Regions from separate parts of the Mus musculus genome. Here regions 1, 2, 3, 4, 5 and 7 are each linked to region 6. Evidence: chromatin contacts called from public Hi-C, HiCAR-type and HiChIP or PLAC-seq data. All regions are on one chromosome and are shown on one strand. Each heading gives the region's core, a stretch centred on a gene start, on an enhancer-like site or on the middle of the called end of the contact. The rest is flanking DNA. Distances are from core to core; before and after follow the strand shown.

Region 1 (3,938 bases), core at 940-3,439, 930 kb after region 6:
CACAATCGCTTTCTTTGTTTCATGTCAGCATTGCACTTAATGCCAAAGCAGAACAGGGAGCATGCTCATAAAAAGACACAGAAAAGCACCTTAAAACCCACAGAGGATAAGTTGCCCAGAGCCTCAGAGTCTGGGCAGGATGACTTCTGGCTTTAGACCTCATACATTTCAGAATCACACTTCCTCCCAAACAACTATCTCCCGACATACCACAGAGCCCATCCAAGAAGCTAAGGATTCAAAGAAAACTCAAGGGTACCATACCAGGGACAAGAGGCAAAAGCAGCAATGTGAGCATTTAGATAACCTAGGAAGGATGATACTGGATCGTGATGCCCTTGTGGTCACTTATGAATCATCAGGGAATGCTAAAGAAGAAATCGATTGGTGTGTGTGTGTGTGTGTGTGTGTGTATGAGCTTAGCTAGGATAAAAATATAATTTCTTTATGCTTTCTTGTTCTATTTCGCCTATTAAAATAGTAATGCACTTGGAATATAGTCAGTAGATGACACACTGGGCACTCCTGAGCACGAACAGTGTCCAAGGGGGGCTGGAGGATAACATGAGAAGAGCCAGCGTGTTGGTCCAAGCTCCACAGTTTCAATCAAAGGAGTTGCTTTCCTTCTTTGAGTTATTCTGTACCAACCAATAAATCACTTGTTTGTTTGGTCTAAATGAATCTACTGGAGCATCCAAACTCTGTTGAAGCTCGAGAAACATCCAGATAGACAGTTCTTCTCTCAGGGAGATCTGCACCCCTCAAGTTCTGTGCTTCATCCTCAAGGCAGAGACTGATGGGTTGCTGTGAATTATTTGGACAGTTAAAGCTACAAATGACATAACAACTCATTCATATGGAAAGTAAGTCCTAACAATTTAAATGAAGAGTAACAGTTAGTAGCAGATACTTTGATGTCTATCAAGTTAGTGATTTACAAGTCCTATTCTTTGTGGCTTGTGATGTAACTAAACACTTCAGAATATAAAATAGCAGTAAGACAGTGCTTACATGAATATATTGTATTTTTATGAAATACAATGTATCATTCTCCTGAAAAGAAGCTGCCTGGAAAAGCGTCCTGTGGATTCTAATTTTTGCACTGTGCAAGGACAACTGGTGAATCCTTCCCTCCCATGATTTGCATTTTCTTTTTCAGTGTCAAAGCAAAATAAGCCTCTTGTTTGTGCTGGCTTCAGATTAAATTAGATTTTATATTTGTTCTCTCCTCCTCTTGCTGAATTTGGTTTCAAAGTAAACAGTTATTTTCATTAAAATCTCTCTTTTGGCTTTAGTTCTTTAGTTCTTGTCATGTTTCTGGGTTGCTCCCTGGTGTGGTGTTCTTGTTGAATATGATATCCGTTCAGTGTACTAAATTGTTCACTTCCACTCTGGATTGCCCCCCCCCCCTTGTGATCCTCTGATTTCTTTAGTTAAACTCAACTCTTGTCAGGATCTGATCCCATTCAAGGTATTTTGGGTGCTTGATTGGCAAAGTTAGATAAGGAATGTTGCCAATCTGCTGTTTGTTGACTACCGACAAATTACAAAGAAGAAACAAACCGGATATTCATCACAATAATTATCTTGAAAGCTAGCGGCTAGCATGGAGTCTTGGAAAACAGTGGAAACAAACTTTTGACCCAGCCCAAAATACCCACATTCTTCTTTGGGAGGGGCAGGAGAGTTAACCTAGCAATAACCTTCAACTGAAACAAAGGCAGTCCAGCTTTTCAATTTCAAGCTCAAAGAACTAAAAAGTTATTTCCACCTAATAAAAAAAAGTACAATGTGATTTTAAATTCCCACCCAAACTCTTCATCTATGTTAGAACATATCAAAAGCCACCCAGGGTCCATTTATCCTATAGCCACTGCTAATAAAATTTCATAGCATTTGTGGCCGTAACATGGAAGGGGAGCAGGGAGGGAGGTGTTAGGGTGGAGAAGTGGGTAGAAAGCTTTTATTAGATTTCTAGAAGAAAATACAGGACAATTTTTGAAAGTTTGTTCCAGTGCTAACTTCACACATGCTCAGTGAACACCTCTCAGATGCCAAGTGCAGTCCTCTCTCTGTATTTGTGGGGACAGGTTCCAGGACCCCAGGATGCCAGACTCTGCAGGTGCTTAAGTCCCTTAAGGAAGATTGTACATTTGCATGTAACCTACAAATACCCTCCCATCCATGGTAAATCACCTCTAATTTACTTACAATAGCTCATCCAATGTAAATGTTATGCAAATCGTTGTTACACTGTATCACTTAGCAAGTAATGAGAAGGAAAGATGGTTGCACGTGTTGAGAAAGATGCAAATGTTCACAAAATCATTCCCATCTGAGGTTGGCTAACTGCAAACATGGAATCCACATATAGGGACCAGCCAAATACACTGCTGTAGGGTTTGGGGCTCAGGAGTGAACAAAACAGATGGCAGATGATCTCTTGTCTCATTATGGTTGTGTCTGAAAGGTCCCACCAAAGACTCATGTTTTAAACACTTGCTCTCCAGTTGGTCGTAGTATTTAGGAAGATTATGGAAGCTTTGTGAGGTAGGTGGCTAAGGGCAAGCCGGTAGATGATGTACCCTGCTCCCATTTCCTGGTGTGTTCTCTGCTCCCTGGCCTGCCTTGGTGTGAGCAGCCTCTGCTGCATACTCCCTTTGCCATGAGCTGAACAACTCTGCCAGGCCTTCTGCACCACAGTGGACTGACAGCCCTGAATCTATAAATCTTTATAAATTCTGGAAACTGAGTTTAATCCACACAAGTCACATGATGGTGGAAGGAGAGAACTGACTTTAGAAAGTTGTTCTCTGGCTTTCAGTCATGCCCAGGGCATCTACACCTACACACACACACACACACACACACACACACACACCATATTGTAAGAACTAAACAAATAAAACAAAGGACAATGAAAGTCCTACCATTTTGAAGATTGGCCACACATCAAAGAGAAGGTGAGAGAATAATGTAATAATGCAGGCAAGGACTGCTGGGCACATAATAGAAACAACAGGCCGAGGATGACTGAGGTTTTATGGAATTAAAAAAAGAAGCTACTTTAAGAATTTCCTTTGCTAGGAGAAAGTAGAGTGGTATTCTGTGTCAATATTCCCAGGAGAGTGTTCTAGAAAGAGGGAACCATGAGTGGAGGGGGAGGGGACACACAAGGAGACAGGGCCAGCAAAATGAACAAGGGACAAAAAGAAAATGTGGTCAGCCACATTCTGGGAGTGACCTTCAAGTGGAGAAAAGCTATAAAATATGGCAGAGACCACGAAAACACATTTTAATGTGATACATTTGAGTGTACAAAAACAACAAAAGTATTTGCATATCAAACACCACCAGAATTAAAATTAAAAAAAAAAAAAAGCTAGGGAAAAATTGAAGGTTTTTATCAGAAAAGGTCTTCTTTGTTTCTTAAAATGGGAAGTTCTTTATCCCAACAACAACAACAAATAAACCTCAGAAACACAAAAAGAAGAATAACTAGGTGTAGATTATAAAGAGACAAAACACAAAAATTAATAATATGCATGATAGGCTTACAAGGAAGAAAATTCACAAGAAAGCCGTGCAATGATTCACAAAATTCCAAATGTTTGAGCTTCACAAATCTAAAAGTCTGAGAGTGAGAGGACCACACATCACGCACAGGCGGTCAGAACACAAGTGCAGTTTCTGCATGCTGGGTGCTTTCACCGCATGAGTTACATCGTGCACAGCCAGTCAGAACATGGGCACAGTTTCTGCATGCTGGCCGATGTCAAAATGGCATGTTCCAAGTCTTGACTTTGTTGCTTCCAAGGCTTCACCCAGCCGACTGACTTGCATATGTGATCAATGCATTATGTATGAGGTCATTGATGACAGCATGTTTTATAGCAGGGTCCCCTGGGACAGGCTGAGTACTGGGAGGTGAGTCATTA
Region 2 (3,794 bases), core at 1,091-3,590, 720 kb before region 6:
ACATGGGTAACATTCCTTTAACATTTCTCCTTAACGCGGCACTGTTATACATTCCCGGTAGAGGGCGCAGGCATGACACTGTGGGAGAAGAGACCTTTACAGCTGTCTCTTGCTGCTGCGGCAGAAGCAAGTCAATAGGGCACCATGTGCAGACATTGTTGTTAATTCCTGTCTTATACTCAGAGGTGCCATCCCTGTGCAGGAATGCAGTTCTAGTGTAGCCTGCCCACCCAGTCACATAATTCTACCAATGAAGATGCCACACGACTATTTTGCTACCTTTAACAAGCCACCTCTTTCTATGCTTGCAACTTCAGGGAGTCTTGCACCTCCAAATAATGCCTTCTGCTTGCCTAAAGATTGAGTCCATTAGGTCTGGGCAAGCAGCTTGTTTTTCTATTGTAGCCACGGCCAACACCTGGAAGTCAGGCACTGCAAGGCTCCCTCCCATTTCTCTTCCTTCCCGGTTACCTCCCTTCAGGCCCTGGACACATTGTACCTTACCTGTTGCACCTTAAACTCATTTCTTGGCTTACTTAAGAACTGGTCACAAGAGTTCCCTCTGCTGAAAACACTAACACTTCCTGATCTCATGGTTGGACCCCAGGTGATACAATATCTTGAGAATTATGTTCTCAGGAAGTAATTTTTATTTAAACTGAGTGTATGCTTTAGTACAACTGAAATATCCCTTTTTCTGAGTGCTCCCCTTCGAATCTATCTAATTCTCTGACATCTGAACCCAAATTCACAGAGGGAGAGAACAGCAGTGAGAGCTCTCAGTGTCTTTATGTAGGTAGTGTGAATTGGTTTGTTGCTCTTATTTGTTATATGTTAATTTTAATGGTTGCATTCAGTATTCTAGACAGGGATTGCTATATAAATATATCATGAATTACCACTATCATAAATGATCAGACCTATTTTTTTTCCCAACTCTCTTCCACAATGTTGGCTTTTCTGCTGTGCCCGATGATCCTTTGGCCTCTTCTATTTGAATGTAATGATCTGGTTGCTGAGCCCACACATCCCATACAGAACAGTGTTTGACATTCATCTAGAGCAGATCTTTCTCCTAAGGAGACAGGCAGGTTCTGATCTCTTCAGGCAAACCAGAAAGTCTGCATGACTTGGACATAGACAGAAGACAAACAACTGAGACGCCTTCTAAGACTGAGAATCCTAATCCGTCAAAGGACCGGCCCTCTGAGCACAGTGCTGATGCTCTCCCTCCATCTCACCCAGTGGGAAAAGCAAGAGATGCAGCTCCTGTTGCCAAAGGAAGACTTGGAGGGTAAAGAGAGCTGTAGCTAGTCTTTATTTTTATTCCTTCAGTGCTTCATTTCCTTCATTCCTTCATTTCCAGTTTTGTTGTCCTATTGACCTTTTCACATATGTTCTGGAAACCCAACAGGCTCAATTCTTCTGCTTCTGTCTGCAGAGTCCTGGGACTTCAGATGTGTATGGCCATACCCAACGCTGAAAGAGTCCCCATCTTCCACCCTTCTGTTTCCTCTTAGAGAAAAGTGGGACAGTTGGTTCATTTTATACATTTATTTCTGCTTGTTTTGTTTTGGAGACATGCATGTCTCTAATGGCCCAGGCCTACTTTGAACTCTGAACCCTCCTCATTCTACCAGCCAAGTACTGGCCTTAATGGGATAGGTACTACGCCAAGATCTATTTTATTCTGATCATGGTGTAATGACTTTTAGAGAGTCCAAATAAATAAATAAATAAAAGGTGAGGTCAACTTTTGCACCCTGGCATCTGTAAATATGGCCTCCCAAGTAAATAAGATCTTTACCGATGTAATCGAGTGAAGGATGTCAAAAGAGACCATCAAGAATTTAGGACCCTATTTCTAATAGCTAGTATCTTTGAAAGAGAAGGAAATGGGTGACTTCAGATGCAGTCAACTAATGTAAGAAACCCATAAGCATGTGAAATTGGATGAAAAAAAATTAGAATCATTCTGAAACAAGCCAAAAAGTACCCGCCGCCTCCAGGAACTGGAAGGAGTGGGGAAGGGTTCTCCCTATAGCCTGTGAGCAGAACACAGCCCTGCCAACACCTTCCTTTGGACATCTGGCCTCCAGAACTGTGTGGGAATGCCTTTCAGCTGTTTAAAGTCACCAAGTGTGTGGTAATTGGTTGTGGCAGCCCTAGGAAACTAATATAAATAGAATCCCATTAACTTCCTGTCTTTCAGAAGTCCTCCAAAGTCTCTACGCCACCCCATAAACCCTGGCCCCACATGAGTCTCAACTCCACTGCTCATCTTCCTCATTGTGTTTCTTCTGCCTGGGACAGACGCTAACGACTCTCAGGCTGAACTAAAAAAAAATTTCAACAGTGTTTAATATTTAACTCAATCTCTCCTCAATTTTGCCTGGGTGTCCAGATTCAGGCTGGAGTGAAAAGAAGCATTCAACTATGAGAAAAGAGATTTAATTTCAGTTCTGCGACACATGGAGTATGCATTCCCTGGTTACAGCAGTGGATTGAAAGACATTCAAAATGAAAGCCAATCAAGACGGATGGGTTTGACAGGTTACTACCTCATCTTCGATGGCCCCCATACCATTTCACCCAGAAAGGCATTTGTGTGTGTATTTGTGTGTGTGTTTTAAGTTCCTAATTTCTCCACTGGCATTGATTCATAATCTCACCGCCCCTACTGGCCCCCAAATACCTGATATTCATTTTAATTTTACTCGGACTCAGTACCAGCTATAACATTAATTTTTAACATTAAACCTTCAGAGACAGTATGTGCTTTACAAAAGCCTTTTACTCTTTCTGCCCTCCAGCAAAAGTCATGTGTTTCTGCCGGGGAAGAATTACTTATGTAAATGGGAAGAGGGCATCTGAAGGCAGCCAGCACCTTGGAATAGGCTGGGTGGTCACATGGGGTTTTCTTCATTAAGACATTTTAAAGTTTAGTTCTCAGTGTGAAGATAATTTAAATGGAAGGGATTTTTGTAACTGGCAATGACTAAGTTCCCTGTGCATGCATGAAATTTTACAAATGAGAAGCTGTGTGGCACACCCTCGAAAGGAAGGTGCATGGCTCTAAAGCAAATGAACACTCCTTAAAAAACTCCCTTTGATGTCACAGCATTAAAAATGAATAACCCCGAAACTATAAGAAAAATTAGAACAAGTAAAATATAATTTAATGAATCCCTGTGTGATCAGAAATCATAGTTCAAATCATTTGATTTCAAGAAATACCTTCTATTCCTTAACCTTAAAACTAAAGTTAAGAGCCTGCTCAAGTCACATGACGTCTGGTAAAACTTTCAGATAATTCAACCGCACATGCATCTGTGTCTCCAAAGAGTCCGTCTGTACTTTCCCATGTCAATCAACAACTAGCAATCTATACCATTCTCTAGTAAACTCTCTTAACCCATGCTTCCTGTCCCTACCGAGACCGCAAGCTCCGGAAGTGAAGGTCCCTCTTGAAGCTACTTTGGTAACCTTTGCTTTAACAAATGCCCTCCCCACTTTCTTTCTCAATTGATCTGATGTAAACTAAAATGAAATAGATGAGCTGTATGTAGTTTAAGGTTTTTAACCATCTGATTTCCAACAGAAAAGGCAAATGATACATCTTTGATATAAAAACTGCAACAGGTATCTATCCTTAGTCACCAATCCCTCAGAAATCCATGCAGGCCCACAGAAAGTGAACACCCAACCGGCTACATTATCTTTTCAGCTCCCTCGTTGTTGGTCTTCCTGTTCTTTCCTGAGTGTCATTATGAAAGCTTGTCTCGGGACTCATT
Region 3 (3,749 bases), core at 205-2,704, 890 kb after region 6:
GGGCGGCATAGAGCCGATGGGAAAAAATACTAAGTGATTATATGACCGTAATCTCAAGTGTTCCATGGGCCAAGGTTAATAGAAAGCAAAAGGGGACAGGGTCCTAACAGGGCTGCTTCCGTTCCTCTAGGCAGCGGCTGCACTCATGATTCAAACCTCTGGGTGTCTAGCAGTTCCATCCTCTGCTAGATGATGCTGGTTTTGAAAACTAATGAAGTTTCTGTGACACTGTTTTGCCACAACTTTGTGATATTGAAGTGTTCCTAGTGTATTTCTCATGCGTTGAAACAGTTTTATTATTTTGCAGTAGTTATGCCATAGCATGAAGAAACCTTACAAGAATTTTTTTTTCATACTGAGGGCCTCATTCGAAAAACAGGCTTTCCTGAGAGAGAGGACTGCCTTTTCATGAGACTTTGTTTGTCCTTCGTTATAATGACAGACGCACTAGAACGAGGCCAGAAAAGCATGCTTCATCCTTGGTGTCTGAACCATGTAGACCACTTGTTTCCCAAGAGTTGAGAACACCCCAGAGGGAGGGAAACAACCTGAAAGAAAAGGAAGCTTTTATATGCTCTCTGCGTGTACACGGACACTGAAGAATATTCTCTACTCTTGGGAAACTTGCTGGCAGGAAGCCATCTAGAATTCAGGTGGGGTTTGCAGAATACCTTCTCCAACACACAGACATTCTCTGGGGTTTTAAATGAAAATGTCTAGACAGAAAAGTTTAAAGTTTAAAGGGGAGTATTTCAAAATGCAGTTAGCAAGTTTGGGAGGGGTGGGCAGGCAGCTACGAACGCCGGCGAAGGAGACACTTACATAATTTGCAGAAAACGAGACATGTCTCTAAGAGTGTTTCCCCGCTGTATTACTGGAACGTGAAAGTCTAAATATGGTAATGTGAGGCACGGTTGAATCTGGTGGGAAACAAAATGTGCTTCCTTTTACAATCCTACAGAGGGAAAGCATCTTGGCAGCTAGATGAGACTACAGGAGAATGAAGATTCATGCCAACATCAGTCTAAATTATTCTTATGGAGTGATCTTCACCCCAAACACAGGTCGCACTTAATATACTGTTACTCAACAGCCTTTTCATTATTCTTTTCATTAACTTTTCCTAATTGTTTCTAAGTATTATATGCCTTTAGTGGAATAATCTTATTTTTATGATCTCAGAGAAAGCAGATGGGGGGATAATTACAACAGGTATAAGCTGGCTCTGTGGGTGTTTGTTTTCCAATATACACGGAACCTTGGAAAGGGCTGCTTATCAAAGACTGTTTCATGTAGAAACAGCCTGGGAATACGTGTTGGTATTTCTTTCAGTATTGCCATTCAGCCCTAAATGTCTTAATTCCCATTTTACAGTTGCTCTGTGAAGCATAATAGGCACTTGAAGCACGTAGCTTGAATAGGAAAGAAACTACAGAAGCCAAGGAGGAATTTAATTACAAACTCCACTTCACCAAAATTGCCAGCAACAGACTGTGCGGCTGTGCAAAGGCTCAGGTTCAAATGGGGCAGTGTGAGGAACACATTTGCAGTTGTGAGCCTCTCCCCCCTCAGCGATACAGTTAAAAGGACAAGCTACCCCGGCTTCTGACAAGTAGGTCCCATGTGGCTTATGGTGAGAAGGAGAGATAAGAAGATGCTGATCCAACTGGGGATAAGGATGTAAATAAAAAGGTGACTCATGGCCAGAGAAGAGAGGCTCTTCAGCCAAATTTACCTGAAAACCAGCCGTGCTAGTGATGGCTTTAGAGACAAGACAACATCCTATCACGGTAATATGGTGGCGCATATTCCTTAGTGTGGAATGAATGGCATCCAAGTCACTGTCACAGGAAGATGTAGGAAGAAAGCCAGTGGAGGCTTCCAAAGAGTCTGAGTTTGGATTTGGCGGGGGTAAGGAACTAGAAGACTCTGAGCTTCTATCTCTTCGGTGGGAAAATTGTTTTGTGTCTTCTCATAGAACTACTGGGAAGAATTGCCCACTAAAAAGACTGAAAACACTCACTCCCTTGATTTAGCACATCTAGAAAGAACATCTAGTGCTGACATTCCTTACTTATACATCCCTCATGCCAACTTAGGAGGCTCTCCAATGCCTTCCTGAACTTCACACAAAGAAACGGAGGCCAAACAGTACACTGAAACTATGTGAGGAGTTGAGGAGTCGACCCACCACGGCTATCACTAAGATGGTAGATTCTCTCTCTCTCTCTCTCTCTCTCTCTCTCTCTCTCTCTCACTGGCCCTGCATGGGCCCATCTGTGATTCTAGAAAGCCTGTAGGGCAGGAAGAGTCTTTCTATCACCCCTTCATTTCTCAAACAATTCCTGGATCATTGTCATTGTTCCACAAGCTATTTCTTTTCATTTTGTGCACTTAGTGGGGAATCCGCACAGAACTGTAGGGGACTTGTCAGAGTCAGAAGCCGAATCCATGAGCTAACACCTATTGCTTTAGGCCTAGTGATCATCCACGTCTCTAAGAAATGGTAACAGAATTACAGATAACCAGCCACCATGTCTTCAAATGCTCACCACAGAGAGCAGCATGTAAGTGCAGAGTAGACAGTGAATGATCGGCAGTAAGTATGGCCTCCCTTTAGGAGTAATCTTCATGGCATACCGTATAACAGCAAAGCCCATTGAGTCCTCACAATAGCACAATAAGAGTGACATTGTTATCTCTGTGGTTCCGATGAAGACGATGAAGCCAGGCTGGGTCAAATGTTAAGGGAGAAACAGATATGAAGATCTTCCTAAACATTCCCTGGGACTTAAGACACCAAAGAGATACTTTTAAAAGTGTGTACGGTAGCTAGCTGTGTCCCTATAGATATGTTGTCAGAACCATGGTTGAAATGGTCTCTGTTGTGATCCTTAGAACCCAGAACAAACTCTAGACTGTGATAGGTATTTTGGGAAATTTCCAGTAATTTGTTGAGTGAGTGAGTGAGTGAGTGAATGGTAGTGATCGCCATGTGCATGTCACTCGGTGGATCCAGTGGGACCACTCCAGGGATCATCAGGCTGGTGGCAATCAATCACAAAGACTGTTTGCTGAGACAATTCACTACTGCAGAGACAAGGAGAAATCAGCTATAAGAACGGCAGATGTTGTTAAGTAGGAAATTAAACCTGGTCATCTCGGCCACTGGCCTTGGAGGCATGGTTCAAAGGCACACACTCAAAGACAATTGGTAGTGTGTGTCATTGCTGCACTGATAAGCTCCAACAATAAGGGAGGCATCGAAAAGCTTTTATTTTCTGATTTATTTACTGTAAAAATGTTTCTGCCCACCAACAAGATTCAGAGAGCAACTTAATAGGCATACGGTTATTAAAAATTAATCCCAAATGCAGTTATCTGAGGGTTTTCTTATTTTACTGATATTAAAATTGTACACAGATTTTCTGAAGTATTTTCAGCCTACAACAGATCTCAGAAAACAGTTTTCTTATCATTAAAGTGGAAGCTAAGCACTGTGGCAAGAAATGCTCTTTTCCTACGACCAAGTTCTCTTAATCTTGGGGTCAGAAAAATAAATGCCAGAGGAGATAGCACTTTTTATTTAATAAAGCAAAATAGAAATGAAGTGATCTGACTGCTAACACACAAAAATAAAGCATCTCTTTTTACAGTTTTTATTAGACCGTTTGTTTTAATAACATTTTTAAGTGAAGTTTCAAAATATTTCTGCCCTTAAAAAAAAAAGAAAGAAAAAACAGAAAACT
Region 4 (4,057 bases), core at 274-2,773, 850 kb after region 6:
TTGATATATATGTAAATATGAGAAGCAAGAACAGAAAATTGTTGCCAACTGTGGATAAAAGGAATACAGTATCCCTTGTACTATTTTCCAATTTTTCTGATCATTTGGTGTTAGTTCCCAAAATGCAAGAAACTGTGAAAGACTGGGTTTCACATACTTCCTTCATACGTTATGAATATGCACAATATTAAATGCACATTAGTACAGATGTGGCAATTGTATAAGAAGTGAATGGATGCTGGAAACCTTACGCGAAGATGGCTAATGTTGGGGATAATACAGATTTCCTTCAACTGATGAGAGTTTGGTACATTCTGTGACAGTTTTAACCACACAGGCTCGCTAAGCATAGCACTGGGCTAATAGGCTTTGTGTGACTTGAAGCAACCTTGGGTTGCAGTGGGAAGTATCAACCAGGTATAGCTTAAACTCCCATGTGAACATAAAAGGATATTCAGAGTTGAGGTAGCAGACTCGGTAACTTGGGAGGGAGAGTAATGGCCTTCGAAATGGACTCATGTTTGAATGTGCCAGCATTTGGATGAAGTTGGGTTAAATCAGTGGACAAGAAACCATCTGAAGCTGGGGCGGGGGGGGGGGGGATCAGAAGCAAGTTTGAAGGGAAGCAAAGAAATGAGACTTATCTTATGATTTATAAAAATCCAATTCTCCCTGCCCCAGCCTTTTGTGTCCCTTTTATTAATAACTGGGGCAGTGGAAGTTCCCACAGGGAAATCCTTTTCAGAGTTCCAGATGTTGAATTGAGTCTCCAAAGGAGGCTGGTGAAGGTAACAAATTGAGTATCTAAGGAATACAATTGGGAACGAACCCAGATAATGGAAAAAATGAAGTTCCTCTGGACTAAATTCCTTCATACACAGAGCAGAGGCTTAGGTGCTGGGTCCATATTAAACAAGCAAGCAAGCAAACAAACAAACAAAAAACAACTCCTTGTACCATAAGTGGGAAGACATCTAATTCACACCAAAAGTATACCTACCCTCATATTGTCTCCTTACTTTACCCTTCAGAATAAACAACTAAAGTGCTTATTCAAGAAAATTAAGTTTGTATACAGACAAATGCTCCATTGATTGTTAATTTCTTTTACGTAGCGCATACTTGCTCCTACATGTTCTATATTTTACACTCAGGCTGCTCAATCCACCCCTGAAACGTATGCCACGTCTAGGGGAGACAAAACAGAGTTAACAAATAAATGCCCCCCCACCCCACCCCATTCTCTGCTTTTTAATCTTAGGGACAAAACCAGAGCACTCTATAAGGAACAGAAGGACTCTGAATGGTTGAGACTTCACCTTGTGCTGGCATGTTGCCACATGTTACGGATGAAGCCCTGGCCTTCCTAAAAGTGCCATGGGAGTCCTAATAGCCCAGTGTGTTTGGCTTCTCATTTTTATATGTCACTGGGAAGATGGAATGCCAAGAGCCCAGCTGGGGTCTGGGCTTAGAGTAGCTCAGGGGAAGGAGTACCACGTAGTCAATCACTTCCCACGCGAGCCGGATTGCCCCCTGAAGATTAGTCAGTGTGCCTGTAAAACGCGGGTCCATGTTTCACTGTCCGCGAGGAGCACAAGACAAACAGGCTAAATGTTTGTGAGGCTGAGACACACTAAGGGGTTGTGGGGTATGTGTCCCTCCTGCCTAGCCAGAACCTGCCTTAACAATTGTGGGGCCTTCGCCTGGTCACCGAGGAGCAGAGGCCCACAGGCTGCTCACCTCATTAGAGCCTTGTCTGATCTTCCATTTTCCTCTCAGGGACTGGGCTACAATCGCATCCAATTTGTGGGCTCAGGCCACTGGTTGAAAGATTTAAAAAGCCTAAAGCATGGGGTAGCAAGTACCTAAAGGCGTACAGAGTCAGCTGTTGAGGGAGACAATCCATAGACTCTGTGGGATCCAGAAATGAAAACTAGAAGTTTAATCCTTCGGATGAGAATAGTTTACCCAGTGCTCTGTTGGGAAATGTTCTGAGAGATGTAGCTGATGTTGTGGGATTCCTTCTGTGTGTTTCTAATTGTGTGCAGAGCCTACAACTTCCCACTGTGTGCACAGCCTACAACTTTCCACTGTCTGCACAGCCTACAACTTCCCACTGTGTGCAGAGCTTACAACTTCCCATTTTATGCAACTGCAACCACCCGTTCACTTTCCTCCCTGTCACACTGGAAAGGAAACCATAATTTGAAGGGTTTGTTAGCAACCCCGCTACCGTTTCCTAATGTTTTGTGTAGTTGTTAATGACCAGAGTGCCGCACAGGAGGCCTTTGTAACAGAGCTGTGTCACCACAGGGATTGTGCAAAGTGCGTTTTACTTAATCACAGCCACCAAAGATGAAAAATGTCGCGTTTCTTCAGGAAACCCATGAGGCTGTAATTCTAAAATGCCACTAATGTATCGTGGAGCATGAGGAGGCTTCCATTTCTGGCCTCTCTTTTATCCCCTCCTTTAAATGCTTTGGGCAAAAATAAAAATTTCTAAAATGGCATTGTAATAGCAGAACTTGCCACAACGGGAACCATACTGAATGTGCCACGGAATATAGAAACAGAACCCGGTAGGTGTGGCAGGAGTGGTCACAGTTATAGACCAGGGTGTAGGGAGAGACCCATGTGCAGTCACCATCGTCTAGTGGGCTGGCTTGCGCACTGACAGGAAAATGATTTTAAAATGGCAGTTCACAATCCCTGAGATCAAATATGCTGGGGTGTGCCTGGTTGTTTCTGTCATACAATGAGGTCTCGGTACCCAAGCCTTTTATCTCTTCAGTGGGTCTCAGTTGCCAGCCCAAGCTGTTGCCCACAGCAGGACACTCCCCACTGCTCCCTCGACCAGTCTCATCTATTGGCTTACTGCTAACTAACAGGGGCTCCTTGGCACCTGTGTTCTTTAGCTGACCTGCTACATTCCCACTGCAGTTCAGCACCTCTGTCATCAGTCACTGAGCAAATGATCTAGGAGAAAGACACTCTGAAGGTCAAGCCAGCAGAAAGGAGACTTTGACATATGGAGGATACAGTCACGCATAAAGCAGGATGATGCTTTGGTTCACGTCGGGATCAGTTAGACTCCTGTTAGGACCTGCAAGTGTGACATATAACTGCATATATACATTTGAGATTAGTATATTCATATGTACTATATATCCATGTGTGTATATGCATAAATACATTCAGGCATTTATTCAGTCTGCTGTTTTTAGCATAAGTGCAGGAGGTGCAATTAAATTTGAATTTCTGATAAATTCATAATTTATCTCCTGCAGTATCATGTAATCATGCAACATCATGCGATATCTGAAATATAATGTTACTAAGAGTGTTGTTAATCTGAAATTAAAATTTCGTAGGACACCTTACATATTTTCTTGTAACCCTAATACATACACATGCATGTATATTTACAGACATATGCATATATGTGTATTGTGTCTTATATTTGTTATATACACACACATCTATGCCTCTATATCTGTATTTGCATGAGTATGTACATGTGTGAGTGTCTGTGTTTGTAGCCAGAGACACACAGTCTCTCTCTCTCTCTCTCTCTCTCTCTCTCTCTCTCTCTCTCTCTCTCTCTCCCCTCTCTCCCCTTTCCTCCAGGAACAAATCCAGGAGAAAAATCTAGAAGCGCAAGTGTCCAAATACAAGATATGACCTGAAGCCTTATTCTTTCCGGTCCCTCTTTGTCACTGTTTTCTGTGTGTCTCTTCTGAACAGGCAGGGTAAACACTGGCATCACCATGCCCTGGATACAGCACCTGATCTGCAGTTTTCAAAGCAGTTGAGCTCTCTTTTGTCTTCTGAGCTTCTTTCCTGGCAATCCTAGCATGAAGCCACTGTGGTATGGAAAGTGCCTGCAGATTCAGGGACTGAGTTTGAGAGGATTAGAGGTTCCTATAATTCAGAAATATACATAAGCATGTTTGTGCTTTTAAACAATAAAATTAACATGTGTATAAACAAACTTCCCCACTAAGAGTCAGCCTACCTAGTTGTTCTGGAAATGACCTCCTTAATTCAGAAATCTTCT
Region 5 (3,986 bases), core at 1,363-3,862, 910 kb after region 6:
ATGTCAGACTCTGGCAGAGTCTCTCAGGAGACAGCTATATCAGGTTCCTGATGGGATAGGAGGTTTCTGGGGGTGGAGTGGAGGGAATTGGGAAAGGGGATAACATTTTAAATGTAGATAAATAAAATATCCAATAAAAATGACTATGCATAAAAAGAGATCAAAATGTGCACAAACTTTCTTTTTCTCCAGATCACATGGTTGCAAGTCTAAAAGGCCCAAATGTAGAGGCATTTATTAAGTAGATAGGGGGATTTGATACAAGTGGGGCTCGTGGATGTGCTAAACTCTCCAGTCACCCAAAGACAATACATTCTCACCGACAACAATTAAAGAGTGCCAGAGAGGTGGACTGAGAAAGGGTGTCCAGAATAAAGAGGGAAATAGTTTCCAAAGGAAAAGCCCTGGGGCTCGCGGGGCCAGTGAGCCCAAGCGAATCTAACAATTCTTTCTACCTAACCTGGAGAAACGTGACCTTATTCTGTGACCCTGCTGAGGTGTGTAGAGAGTACCTACATGTGATAATATATTATAACTGTCTATATTGTACAGACAACACACAAGCCCTGCCTTAAGAGGGGGCTTCTGTTCCTCAGCCTCCCACTGAGAGAAGAAAAAGCTATTTAAAATGACTGTTAGCGACCGTCTGTCTAAATTGCATGTTGTACCTGTTCACCACCTGATTTTGCACATGTGAAGCAGTCCCTGGCAGACACTCCTACCTCAGAGGATGGCCTGTGATGATACCGCATTTATCTGAGGGTTTTCTTTCTAATAAGAAACAAAAGTATCATGATGTCCAAACAATACTTGTTTTGCCCAGCGTTGAGAAAATAATAGAGTGGAGAAGACTATGAGATTCTTTGTTTCTTGTCTTTTAAGATGTGGACATCTTTGTGAATTCCCCGTTCCCAAGACGAATCTGTGCTCTGGCTGCAAACTGCTGAGTGGGTGTATTTCAAATCACAGACAACTTCTCTTAGGTGTCGAGAGAGACACAGGAGTCTTATTACAACCTGTTTGTCATTTTCATGGTCTAACTTCCAGGACCAAAGGAGCATAGCAAGATTGCATCGGGGCCTGTGAGGTGTGCCAGTTGGCAGCTTCTCTTATGTGTACTGCGCTTGCTCAACAGCTGTGTGTCAGTCTGTCCTTCCGTGTGGTGACAGTGAACATGAAGCTCTTTATCTGCTCTTTTTTTTTTTCAGGTAGATTGATGTATGCGCATCACTTGCATTTCAAAGGTCATTAATTTCCACATTAGCCTCTTGGATTGGTAGTGCACAGATTGATGTATTGATGATTTGGTCCTTCATTGATTCTGTATCACCTTTAACTCCAGGACTCACGGAATCTTTCCCACCCCAACCCAGCAAGCAAACTGCAGGAATACCTACAGATGACAGAACCTAGATTTTGTCCTTTCTAGGAAATTCTAACGACCCTGTATGGAACCAATTGCAATATTTAGTTATATACTTAAAGTGCCTTTGGCATATGTCGGCCTTTTACAAGTTGTGTTTAGGGTCTGCGGTATCTAATAATGTTAGCCTGTAATGTCCTATCGGCATCGACATTTCAATGTAATTAAGGATTTCCGAAAATTCTTTTCAGACTATTTCATGAAAGAAGTAAGTTCCCCTCTTCATCAGGATTTATACTTGTTAGTAGCCCTTTTAGAAATCATCTCATGGTTAATTATCATAAACCTCTTATCACTGGTGTGATATGGCAATGACAGCCAAGCATCCATCTCCACCTGCGCAATAGACCACGCCACTTCCTAAATGTAACAACAAAAGGACAAAGCTTAATTGCCAGACGTGACTGATGTTATTGACCCCTTTAGAATAATTAGAAACAGCTGAAATATCTGCTAAACCCAACAACTACGTTAGATAAAGCCGGTGAGCATTTGACTAAACAAGAAGGTATAATACGTTCTAAACTAATCATCTTACTGCCCATTGGTAATTTTCAGAGTAACATTAATTACGTCTTCTTGAGACCTCGGCAGTTTCCTCTACAGAGTAAAGTTATCTCCGTCACTGGAAACCCTTCAGCTCTGCATCCTTGTGTTCAAAAACTAGGTAGCCAACTATGACATCCAGACAGCACTTGAAAAGGAGGAGATGGCAAATAAGGTGCCAGCATCCATTTTAATCAATGTTTGAGGCACTCAAAAGATTCCAGGCTGTTTAAAAATCCAGGACTACTCAGAACAGGGTCACAAACATCACTAATCAAGTCAGTGATTATTTTGTTAAGTAGTTGAAAGCCCAGCCAAGCCCAGGCTGGAAATGAGGAAGCACTCGGTCCTTTGAGTGCTAAACTAATACTGGTTGTGATTTTGCAATGTGAGGGGTGAAAGGACTTATAATCAAGGGTCATTATCATCATCAAAGCTCCTGTCTGTGATCAGCCCAAGACATGCACATCTCTTAATTAAAAATAAATGGCTTTTGCTTCATCAGAATGCTAATTTCTTTATAGTACACCCACTCTTACAAGAATCCTATACTCCATTTGGACAGTAGGTTCTCATACATGGCATTCTGGAGAAGGCAGAGACAGAGAAGCGATGTGTGGAACCTCTGGCAGCCTCCGCATCAGAAAGATCCCTTGGCGTCAGCCACCCTGAGCAGGTTCCTTTCCCCTGTATTCTCTCCCCTCTTCTCCACCTTCTCCCTGTCCCAGAGACTTCCTTCCCTGCCTCTGCTCTTTTGCCTATATGGCCAGCTGCTCCGGGGATGCAATAAACCCCATGATCATTGCTACAGAGGGAGACAGGGCCCAGGTGGTGCGGAGAAGCCAGGAGGTCCCTTGCATAATTGGGCAGTGCCTGGGTGACACTTGGCCTTTTAGTGGCCCAGACCAAAGAGGATGTCAGTGCCAAAGCTTGATTGGATCAAGCGGAAGAGGAAGGGATTTCACCCCAGGTTTCTGCTTCTTGGCAGTCCTCACGTCACTTGGAACTTGCTGGAGATGCACAATCTCTGTTTCTACCCTAGAACCACTGTCTGAGCCCATATTATGTTGCCAAGCACAGTGCCACTGAGAGGTAACTTATAATGACTGAATATTGGTTTGGGTTGGAAGTCTTGGACCTTGATGCTGCACCATCCCATGATTCAAAGAAGCAGTGCATGGGAGTCAGAGGATGCTCGAAGGGAGCTGAAGTAATTATCTTATCAGGAACTCTCTCCAGTGACAACCAATCCACTCATATGGTGATGGCCTAAGTCCATTCATGAGAGCAGAGTGCTCATGATCTAATTACCTCCTAAAGGGCATTCTACTCAACACTGATACACTGGAGAAATTACATTTCCAAGCCATGAATTTGGAGGACACATTCAAACCGTCATCCCTCCTAAATCAAAGCCTATGGCTGATAATATGAGCACAAGAGTTTCTGAAGCAATGGGAGAAGGCAGGCATCAGTGAAAACAGAGTGGAATTCTCAACAACTAAATAGTTATTGAGGTAATCATCGTGATTCATCTTGGATTTTATACATTAAAGTTGCCCCCAACTCTGATAGAAATCCATGGACATAGGCAAGAAGGAGTAAATATCATGGGAAGTGGTCAATGTTGTAAGGTGTGCTTCCCTAATGGACAGTAAGAGTCCGCTTGCAGCAGAAGGTCTCTAGCTCTATATGGAATATACGAGGTTCTGGATAAATTAGCTGGGAGGATTGACAGGGACCTTGAAAGATAAATCCTGTATTTTCACTGCATGCATCAAATACGGTAAGGAAGATACACAAAGCAGTGACTTAGAGCAAAATACCTACCCTAATATCAGAGGACCAACAGCGGGGGCATCAGCGGGGCCAGGCTCACATAGCCACCCCAAGAGTGACCAGTCACTGGCTTGTGCCCCTTTCAGTTCAGATGCAGTTCATTAGTCTGTGAGCTTACAACTCCATTATCATTCCAGGCTACAAAGAATTGGAAGAAGAATATTGTTGCCATTTTGTC
Region 6 (4,349 bases), core at 896-3,395:
CCTACTAAATCTCCTTTCTCTGTTTGCTTCCTCTGAATAATATTCTTCCATCTTCCTTTTCCTTACTCTGCCTGGTATAGACGTGGCAGCTGTCATTCAAGACCTTGGTCAACAGGTTTACCTAAGTCATAGATACTCTCTTATTCTCAACGGATTTCTATCACATCCCCTTCCCATTGCCATGCCTCATCAAGCTGTGGCCTCAGGTAGAATCCTGGCCTCATTCCTTTAACACCACTTCGAACAATGCCGTATTACACAATATGTGGGCTAGGCAAATGACCTAAGTCCTTGCTCTGACTAAAGTTCACAAAACAGCCCCAAACTTGTTGACCCTTCCAGTAGAATTAAGCTCATCTCTTTATGCTTGCTGAATCTGGTAATATTCTGTGTGTTAGCCTTCTTACAAGTCTACAGTGGCAACAGCTACTGACTTATAGGAGTATGGAGTGCTCGTCAAATATAAGAGGATTAGCCAAACTTCAGGTAATCATCATGACCCACCTCACTCAATGGCCTTTTTGATGCATATGTGTTTGCCAGTGTACACAACCTTTGGTGTGTGCTCAGAATTGCTATCTACCTTCTTGAAAGTGTGTGTGTGTGCGTGTGTGTGTGTGTGTGTGTGTGTGTGTGTGTGTGTGTGTGTGTGTATGTGTTTCCAGAGGCCAGAGGGGTCAGATATCTCTGGAACTGGAATTACAGGAGTTTGTTTGTGAGCCATATTGTTGGGGAGCTGAGAATCAAACTCTTGTCCTCTCAAGAACAACATGTGATCTTAACTGCTGAGCCATCTATCCCTTCAGCCCCCTGACTACCTCCTTGGAGACTGACTGCAAATGGCTTAAAGCTCCTCAACTAGACTAGACTTCTTTCTGTTCCCTGAGCGCTAGCATTTTGTATGAACTTTTGAAGATGCGACAAGCAAGCACTCTATCACTCTATAAGGAGGATGACGGGCTAAAGAGGAGTTCTTGGAAAAGAAGATGTGCTGAACAATTCCGACAGTAACGAAGGTGCCTAGGATAGAGGCAAATGCAAGGATTTAGGCTCCAGGAGTCGCTCTGGTCACCAGTCATCAGGAAACCAGCATCCTGCAGATTTATACTTCAGTACTACAGAACTAGGCCTGACCCTGTACTGACTTCTCAGGAACTGGGAGACCAGTGTCCACAAGGCCTCACTACTGGATAGCATTTCTTTTCTTCTTTTTCTGATTGGTTAGTTTCAGGAGCTGTGGGTTTCAGGGCAGACTTAAGTATATTTGATCTCTGTGCTCATTAGCGTGAAGAAAGGCTCAGGAAGTTGGTTAAACCCGAATTTTCACTTGCATCCCATTTCACAGACTTCTGAGAACTTGGGAGAAAATGTTAAGGTTATAGTGTTTGAGAGAATCTGATGAGAGAAGATTACAACACCTTGTCCCTCCTGGGGTCCTGTTTCTTGCATGGCCAGCAGCCATTGTTTTATCTTCACATGCCCTAAGCCTAGTGATTTAAGAATCCAGTGTTTTGTAGGTGGAACCTCTCTCTCTCTCTCTCTCTCTCTCTCTCTCTCTCTCTCTCTCTCTCTCTCCTTCCCTCTTTGTGTGTATGTGTGTGTGTGTGTGTGTGTGTGAGAGAGAGAGAGAGAGAGAGAGAGAGAGAGCCGACAGGAGAGGAGTAAAGACCTATGGCCCTCTATCTGTTCTTAGGAAAAAACAAAACAAAACAAAACATTAAGATGAGCCGAAAGCAGCTACCACCTAGAGAGGTGGCTTTGGCCCCGTTCCTAGGTTTCTTTTCTGCTCATTTCTTCCCTGGCTTTGTGTTAGGTACACTGGGGCAAGAGCAACAATTGGAAATGCAATATTCTTTATCTCCAGAAAAATATAGCGTGATAACATTTACTCTCCTCAAACACTTTGTCTTTTTTGGTGGTTTGTTTATATCAGGAAAGGGAACATCTCGGAAGTGTGTGGAGGCCATAAAGTGATTGAGAAAATAGGGACCTTTTGCTGGTAATCTTTCCCCTCCTGCCTAGTGGCTCGCGATCCATTCCAGGTTTTGCGGCCGACTCTGCCTCTGAATTTCGGCTGTGCACTGGGTAGCACGTTTCTCCCTCTCTCCCTCCCCTCCTTTCTCCTTCCCTCTTGCCTCCTGTGTCAGTCTCCAGGATTTTCTCTCTTCCCATTTCAAGAAGACTCTCACTGGCTCCCTCAGTCTATGTGAAGCTGAGGTTTCCCCTCGATCCCGTACATCTCCATCACATACCTCCACGCACACACCTCCCCGAGAGCCCCGCGTTCACACCCACAAACACGCGCGCTCACACTCGCGCCGGCCTGTCCATCTCCCTCGGGGTGGGGGGAGCCGGCGCGCGGTCCCACCTTCGTCGCGCACACTGGATAGGCGAGCTCGCAGCGCTCCACGACTCTGCGGCTCGGAACTCGGACCGCAGGGCTGAACACCCCTACTGTGGTGTTTAAAAAAAAAAAAAGACATTTCTTTGCCTTTTCCTCTTTTCTCCTCTTTCTCCAACGATTTTCTACCGGAGTGGCTAGCGGAGCCGGCAGCCTTCCCAAGGCAGCCCTGGTTGGCTTGCCATCCTCCATCTGGCTTATAAAAGTTTGCTGAGTGCAGTCCAGAGGTCTGCGCGGCTCGTCCCCTCGGCTGGCGGAAGGGGGTGACGCTGGGCAGCGGCTAAGGAGCGCGCCGCAGGCTCTGGCGGGCTTTCGGCTCGAGGGGCAAGGTGAAGAGCGCACAGGGAGCTGGGGGCTGCCGAGGTGGACTTGCATGTTGCACCATGCCTTCTTGGATCCGGGCTGTGATTCTTCCTCTCTCCGGGCTGCTGCTGACCCTCCCGGCCGCGGCGGACGTGAAGGCTCGGAGCTGCAGCGAGGTCCGTCAGGCTTACGGTGCCAAGGGATTCAGCCTGGCGGACATCCCCTACCAGGAGATCGCAGGTAAGCGTGGGCCCCGGGCCCGCTGCAGCCCCGAGAGGCGGCGGGGCGCCCTCTCCCTACCCCCTGTTGCTCAGTTGGTGCTCACTTTCTGCGGGTACCTCCCAGGGACCCCGCGTCCCTGCATCCAGGCGGCGGAGGCTGATCCCGTTTTTCGGGCGGGAGGAAGGTGTGCGTGCCCGCCGCCTCATTGTGTGCACACGCGGGAGCACCCTCGTCCCTCGCCCCTCTCTCCCTGCATTTGCTCCCGCGCCCTGCTACCTCCGTGGCTGGCCTAGAGCCTGGCCCGGCCGCTGGAGCAAAGGACGGTGGAGTGAGGACGGCTAGCGGAGGCAGAAAGCGGAGCCGGGCGCCCATAGCATCCCCCTCGCTGGGGCAAACTTGGGAGAACTGCGGCCGCAGTTTGCTCAGCGCCACCGTCTGAGTGGCGCCTTCTCCACTCCCGCCTTCGCGCCGGCGGGGGCGGTGGAGAGACGCGGAGATTCCCCTACTCAAGCTCTCTGCTCTCCAGGTCCTTTCCAGGGACTGGGCGCCCGGCTCCTGGGCTGGGGACGGGCCACTAAGGGGACCCATTGCTCGGGTCTCTAGGATCTGCACGTTGGAGTCCCGAGGCAGTTGGAGGAGGTGTCTTAGTACTCTGTCTGCTTCAGATTTGGGGCGGACTTTCCCATTAGGGTGCCCCAGTGCTTCCCGGACTGCGGTTGGTCACTCGGGCTGAGGAGACAACCGGGCCACCCGGCGTGGCGCCGGGTCCCGAGCATGGCCTCCCGCTCTGGCCGGCTGGTGCACGCGGAGCCAACTTAAGCAAGTGACCCGATGGGGGCGTTCGTCTCCGGGGTCTGCACTTCAGGTTCTCCGGCTCTCCTGGTCACAAGCATTCCTTCCTCCCGAGCTCTCGAGCCCCCACCCTCTGCCGGAGCAGCAACTTGCAGAGCAGCCTGGGTGTGTGTTTTCCAGCTCTTAGCGCCAACCGACTCCTAGCTTCTTTGGGGCTCTGTGAATGAAACGTGTCGGGGACAGATAATCCTTTGGCTGCTAGGGAGCCGAGCTGAAAGAGGCCAAGGGGAGACTAGGGATGCTGTGAGGGCGCGGGCTGCTCAAACCGGGTAGCTGAAGTCGTCCTATGTGACCTCAGATCGCTAGATCTCCACCAGACACTGTTTTTCCAAAGAACTGGTGGACTAAAGGAAAACACTTGCAAATATCGTAAAACATCTTAGTTTTTAATACGTTGTGGAATTAATGCTTTATGACGATCGGCTTCGAAACGCTGGGGTGAGGGTCTTTACTTATATTTCTATCAATTTGGGTATTACTAAAAGGAAAACAAACCACGCTTATGTATCATAAACAGCGTGGTGCTTTATGTAGAAGGAGCCCCCTTCCCCCTTCCGCACCCTCTCCCCAA
Region 7 (4,125 bases), core at 411-2,910, 730 kb after region 6:
CAACGTAATCTTGTTAAGATAAACAAATCTCCTATAGTTATTATAATTATTCTCGGGAGAAGTAGATGTATATTTAATTAGAGAAAAATTCAGTAGAGGTACTAATGATCAATATTGGAAAAACCATTAGCGGGATGATAATTTCTCCCCTAACACTTAAATCCAATTTGAGTGGCCAAGTAGTTAAAACATAAAACATGTCTTCGAAGTCAGCAATTCTTCATACTTTCATCCAAAGCCTTTATTCTTGATAAGATAGAATCAAAGAGGCCATCAGCCTGTTCTGGGGGAGATCATTAATAGTACCTGAAATTTCAGAAACTGGAAAAACATGATAAGGTTTTCTCAGCAACTGCTAAAGATGTACTTTTCTGCTGGAATCCCACATATTTCCATCTATAGTACAGTTTGTTAGAGCAAAGTTAATAATTTGTTCTAGAAGAGATTTTTAATTCTATTCAAAGGGCTAGGGGAATGGCTAGATGGTTAAAGTACTTGGCCCATAAAAATTGGCTAGAGTTCATGTCCCCAGGACCCAGGTTAATGGCAGACAGACATGAAGGCCTACCTGTAACTGTAAAGCTCAGAAGGAGGAGACAGGGCATCTCCAAGGCTCGCTGGCACGATACTCTAGTTTCATTGGTGAGCTCAGGGGTCACTCACCGACACTCCCTCAATGAAATGGATGGCAATTGTGGAAGGTACCTAACATCAACCTCTGGACTCCTCATGCATGACTACACGTGCATATAAACCTTCACATAGCAGGCACACACGTGAACATACATATACATACCCATGCATACCATGCTCACATACATGTGCCAAAAATGTGCTTACTTTGCCTTTAAATTTTATTAGTGTATGCTGATTGTACAAAACCATGGATGTTTTACCTTTGCATACGTGTGTACAATGTGGTTTTATAATGTTCACCCTCCTTCTACCCTCTCTTGGTTTTCTTCTCCATCCCAGTCCCACTGGTCCCTTCTTCTCCTTAACAATCTCTCCGCTACTTTCATTTCTCTTTTTAAAAATATAGTTTGTGAGTATGTATATTTTTAAAGATATTTATCCAAATTTGTTCTATTGAAAAATAAGAATACCCAGAATATTAATTTTTTTGTTAATTTTACCAGAAAGTCCAAAGTCCATTAAAACTAATATAATTGCCCATACAATGGTGGTCAAGACCTTTAATCCTAGCTCTCTAGAGCAGAGTCAAACCAATCTATGAGATCAAGGCCAGCCTTTTTTACACAGTGAGTTCTAGGTCAGCCAGGGCTACAGGGAGAAAAACCCTCTGGGAAAAGACAAACAAACAAAACCCCACGAACGCAAAACAACCACAAAAAGTAAACTAATACAGTCTCTAAGACTCTGTGTGTCTCCGTATTGGCCATTGCAACTCTATCCAGGAATGTGTCTGCCTCATGAGTTTCTATGACATATTAAGTAGCATAAAATGACAAATTAAGTCCAATGAAGGAAAGGGCCACATTTTGTTTTCTATCGCTAGCAAATGCAGAGCAAATCCTGTACTCACAAGAGAAACACATTCACTAACAACTTCCCATGTGAAATATGTCATATCCTTAGCCTGCTTTTCCTGTGTGTAGTGCAGAGGAGGTTCTTTGAATAAATGTTTGAATGTGTGGCCTTCAAAAGAAGCAGGCTTACTGGATGAAAGAGAATTGACAGAAACCAAATGTGTCTAACTGAGCACATGGTCTCGATCACACAAAGACCAGAAGAAATTAAACAGGACAGCTGATAAAAGACAGAAGACCATTGAGTTATATAGATTTTAAACGGAGACCAGCTTGATTCCAAATGCACCGTAGATAAAGCCAGAGAGTCAGTTAATTTTATAACTTCACTTAGTATCTGAAACACACCCGCAGAGAGTATGACAGCTACCTCACAGGCCTGTAAGTAAAGTCTAATTTAGATCATAAATAACTCAAACAAATCTTAGCAGGAGTTGCACTGGTCTTTAAATAGGAGAAAAATACTGTAGACAACTATTTCTTAAAATGTTCACTTTGCAGTGAAGCACGTTCCTGATAGGCAGGAAGGATGTCCTCCAAATTCCATGTAGCTCACTTTAGGAATTCAACATCGGTGTTCAGTTGTCCACTGCATTTAGTACAGCTTTGGGGACATAAATACTTCAAGTAAGCTAACCAGGATGACTTGCTGACTTGTTAGGTCACTCGCCTTCCAACTAGAGGGGCCGAGCTAGTACCCACCAATGTTTAATCACCCTCTCTGTGTCTGCCAGAGAAGGTTCCTTCAAGCCTTGAGTCATTCAACAGATCAGGGTTAATGTTCTTGAACTTACTGGAGCTAGCTGAACAGTTAAGCAATTGTTGTTCCCTGGGACTACATGTTATGGGAATTATGAAATATGTCCTAGATGGTTGCAGGCACAGCCAGACCCCTGCCAGAATCTGGCACACCATTTTCATATGCAAAAGCAAAAAAAAAAAAGAATATATGTGTCACATACCCTATTGCTGTATGCCCTGAGCAGTTCCAGATGACCTTTGGTCTGGATGGCTGACTATAGATCCACAGAACCAGCCAGCCTCACCTGGAATCAGGCAGCGCTCGCCTAGGGACTGGCAGTACCGGAGCATGGAGGCCAGTGGGCACAAAGTGTTGTTAATAAAAACATGTGCAGGGAAGGCCCGTGGGCACACAGTGTTGTTATTAGCACCTGCAGATCTGGGACAGAATATTTTTTGATGCTTTCCCTACCCATGATTATAGCAGAGCATTGGCTCCTCCTCTGGGCTTTCATTTCACCAAGCTGGAAACAACGAATAAATCCCTTTTTGTTAATGAACATGTAATGAAATTAGATTTGAAAAATGAAGATGTTTCTAGATACTGAGCCTTGATCACCTCAGACACTGGCTGTTGTCTCTGAGTGGGTCATAGGTTACACATCATTTCAAAGCTCACACTAATATAGTTTTAGAAATATAGTTCGGCACAGACATTGGATCCTGCCTAAGGACCGGCGCCTGATGTATCTACAGGACATGATGATCCAAACAAGAAAACAAATACACCAGATACACTCAGCATCCTGGATGCAAGTAATTAAGGTGACTGCTGACCTCTGAGCCCATGACGGAGAATGACAGTTGGGAAACATAAAGAGGAGTCGCTGAGTTGAGACCTTGCTGCTGGGCGATGAGTTTTCTCTTTTTACTTTGGAAGTATAGGGCAGAAATTGGAAGTGAAGCCACATGCCAAGGGGTCCAGATAAGTTCAGAATGAAAGGGAGACAAGTCCCACTTGCTTGTTGCCCCAAAGCTTGCTCAGCATGCTTTCAACCACAATGTTATTTCCCAACGTTGATGCTCAAAATGTCTTTAGGATTTTAAGCACAAGGTTTAGCCAGAATTCTTGGCTCAACCTTAGAGAGTACTCTTGATTAAAGATTTTTTAAATGAGACAACAAAGACATTTACATTTTGTTTACTTTTTTTTTTTTTTTTGAAGGCAAGAATCTCTTAACTTTGAAGGCTAATCCCTGGATTAAGCATTAACATGTTGTTCATTTACCCACACAAACACACTTATAGCCAGGAATCCCCTCCTCTTGTTGTTTAGGCAAAATAACAATTTCTAGTTTGGGATTAACATGTATTGTTCCCAAACTCATTAAACCCAGAGCGCGTGCATAGAAGGAAATGTGTTTATTCTCTAACATTCTGCTATAAATCCCCTTCTCATGCTTCTCACTACTGCTCTCTCAGTGACTGAGCCTCAACGGACTGTCTGTCACAGCCAGTTCATAGGTACCAATGTGGAAGGAGAGAAAAGGCGTTCAGTATAAAAGGGAATCCAAACCCAAGCGAAGATGTGCATCCTGGTTTTCCCATTTCCTTCTTAGATTCTTTAGCTGTCGTGGCACAAGAACTATTCCTGGATGGCTAATAAATGAGAGAAATTAATTCCTGGAGGTTCTAAGGGATAGAAGATCCAGTGTAAGAGTGTTGCTAGGTTAAGTTGTCTAGAGAGTAACAGTTTCCTGGGTGGTAGCTAAGCATCTTCTCTTTCTCTCCATCCTCACTGTAGCAAAACTAGGACGAAGCTTCTGCAGAGAGG

The links. Hi-C and Micro-C count contacts between places; a contact is called where the count stands out from the background. HiCAR-type assays count read pairs that join an accessible place to other places. HiChIP or PLAC-seq counts read pairs in DNA pulled down with a chosen protein or histone mark.
Region 1: a contact with region 6 is called in an H3K27ac HiChIP or PLAC-seq map of embryonic stem cells, with 4 times the contacts expected there. The contact joins the enhancer-like site here to the promoter of Gpc6 in region 6. A contact is called at or near these places in 4 of 39 promoter capture datasets (embryonic stem cells and liver), 14 of 115 datasets of contacts at active chromatin or transcription factors (VIP interneurons, craniofacial prominence, embryonic forebrain and 8 more) and 2 of 9 other capture datasets (embryonic stem cells and pancreatic islet).
Region 2: a contact with region 6 is called in an H3K4me3 HiChIP or PLAC-seq map of embryonic limb bud, with 5 times the contacts expected there. The contact joins the enhancer-like site here to the promoter of Gpc6 in region 6. A contact is called at or near these places in 5 of 39 promoter capture datasets (cranial neural crest, hippocampal neurons, liver and 1 more), 16 of 484 Hi-C or Micro-C datasets (the N1E-115 cell line, Sertoli cells, cerebral cortex and 8 more), 9 of 115 datasets of contacts at active chromatin or transcription factors (craniofacial prominence, differentiating embryonic stem cells, embryonic hindbrain and 5 more) and 1 of 9 other capture datasets (pancreatic islet).
Region 3: a contact with region 6 is called in an H3K4me3 HiChIP or PLAC-seq map of embryonic basal ganglia, with 4 times the contacts expected there. The contact joins the enhancer-like site here to the promoter of Gpc6 in region 6. A contact is called at or near these places in 7 of 39 promoter capture datasets (the 3T3-L1 cell line, 3T3-L1-derived adipocytes, frontonasal cranial neural crest and 4 more) and 13 of 115 datasets of contacts at active chromatin or transcription factors (differentiating embryonic stem cells, embryonic basal ganglia, embryonic forebrain and 10 more).
Region 4: a HiCAR-type map of astrocytes shows a contact between it and region 6, with 4 times the contacts expected there. The contact joins the enhancer-like site here to the promoter of Gpc6 in region 6. A contact is called at or near these places in 6 of 39 promoter capture datasets (the 3T3-L1 cell line, embryonic stem cells, hippocampal neurons and 3 more), 2 of 484 Hi-C or Micro-C datasets (cerebral cortex and nephron progenitors) and 12 of 115 datasets of contacts at active chromatin or transcription factors (astrocytes, craniofacial prominence, embryonic basal ganglia and 8 more).
Region 5: a Hi-C map of the N1E-115 cell line shows a contact between it and region 6, with 5 times the contacts expected there. The contact joins the enhancer-like site here to the promoter of Gpc6 in region 6. A contact is called at or near these places in 4 of 39 promoter capture datasets (frontonasal cranial neural crest, liver, second pharyngeal arch cranial neural crest and 1 more), 4 of 484 Hi-C or Micro-C datasets (the N1E-115 cell line, cerebral cortex, cortical neurons and 1 more), 11 of 115 datasets of contacts at active chromatin or transcription factors (VIP interneurons, embryonic basal ganglia, embryonic forebrain and 8 more) and 1 of 9 other capture datasets (pancreatic islet).
Region 7: a Hi-C map of the N1E-115 cell line shows a contact between it and region 6, with 9 times the contacts expected there. The contact joins the enhancer-like site here to the promoter of Gpc6 in region 6. A contact is called at or near these places in 5 of 39 promoter capture datasets (3T3-L1-derived adipocytes, hippocampal neurons, liver and 2 more), 2 of 484 Hi-C or Micro-C datasets (3T3-L1-derived adipocytes and the N1E-115 cell line) and 12 of 115 datasets of contacts at active chromatin or transcription factors (craniofacial prominence, differentiating embryonic stem cells, embryonic forebrain and 9 more).

Annotation. Positions count from the first base shown.
Region 1 is chr14:117,850,807-117,854,744 of GRCm38.p6, forward strand. The region is part of intron 4 of Gpc6 (glypican 6); the gene reads left to right. Among named protein-coding and RNA genes, the nearest start is that of Gm52110, 57 kb to the right of the region's middle. Within about 2 kb of position 2,190, at least 4 of the 459 cell types and tissues checked have an H3K27ac peak or open chromatin away from gene starts, as enhancers often do. A contact at or near this core is called in embryonic stem cells, where this site is marked.
Region 2 is chr14:116,207,096-116,210,889 of GRCm38.p6, forward strand. All of the region lies in intron 7 of Gpc5 (glypican 5), which reads left to right. Among named protein-coding and RNA genes, the nearest start is that of Gm52093, 670 kb to the right of the region's middle. Within about 2 kb of position 2,341, at least 17 of the 459 cell types and tissues checked have an H3K27ac peak or open chromatin away from gene starts, as enhancers often do. A contact at or near this core is called in craniofacial prominence, embryonic limb bud and liver, where this site is marked.
Region 3 is chr14:117,809,642-117,813,390 of GRCm38.p6, forward strand. All of the region lies in intron 4 of Gpc6 (glypican 6), which reads left to right. Among named protein-coding and RNA genes, the nearest start is that of Gm52111, 29 kb to the left of the region's middle. Within about 2 kb of position 1,455, at least 12 of the 459 cell types and tissues checked have an H3K27ac peak or open chromatin away from gene starts, as enhancers often do. A contact at or near this core is called in embryonic basal ganglia, where this site is marked.
Region 4 is chr14:117,776,623-117,780,679 of GRCm38.p6, forward strand. All of the region lies in intron 4 of Gpc6 (glypican 6), which reads left to right. It overlaps Gm52111 (a long non-coding RNA gene), which reads right to left. Exons shown (of 5, transcript XR_003951115.1): 2 at 3,786-3,921; 3 at 3,040-3,122. Among named protein-coding and RNA genes, the nearest start is that of Gm52111, 4.0 kb to the right of the region's middle. Within about 2 kb of position 1,524, at least 52 of the 459 cell types and tissues checked have an H3K27ac peak or open chromatin away from gene starts, as enhancers often do.
Region 5 is chr14:117,832,974-117,836,959 of GRCm38.p6, forward strand. All of the region lies in intron 4 of Gpc6 (glypican 6), which reads left to right. Among named protein-coding and RNA genes, the nearest start is that of Gm52111, 52 kb to the left of the region's middle. Within about 2 kb of position 2,613, at least 1 of the 459 cell types and tissues checked has an H3K27ac peak or open chromatin away from gene starts, as enhancers often do. A contact at or near this core is called in the N1E-115 cell line, where this site is marked.
Region 6 is chr14:116,923,152-116,927,500 of GRCm38.p6, forward strand. It overlaps Gpc6 (glypican 6), which reads left to right and starts at 2,146. Exons shown (of 9, transcript NM_011821.3): 1 at 2,146-2,944. The coding sequence starts at 2,785.
Region 7 is chr14:117,649,776-117,653,900 of GRCm38.p6, forward strand. All of the region lies in intron 4 of Gpc6 (glypican 6), which reads left to right. Among named protein-coding and RNA genes, the nearest start is that of Gm52111, 130 kb to the right of the region's middle. Within about 2 kb of position 1,661, at least 12 of the 459 cell types and tissues checked have an H3K27ac peak or open chromatin away from gene starts, as enhancers often do. A contact at or near this core is called in 3T3-L1-derived adipocytes and the N1E-115 cell line, where this site is marked.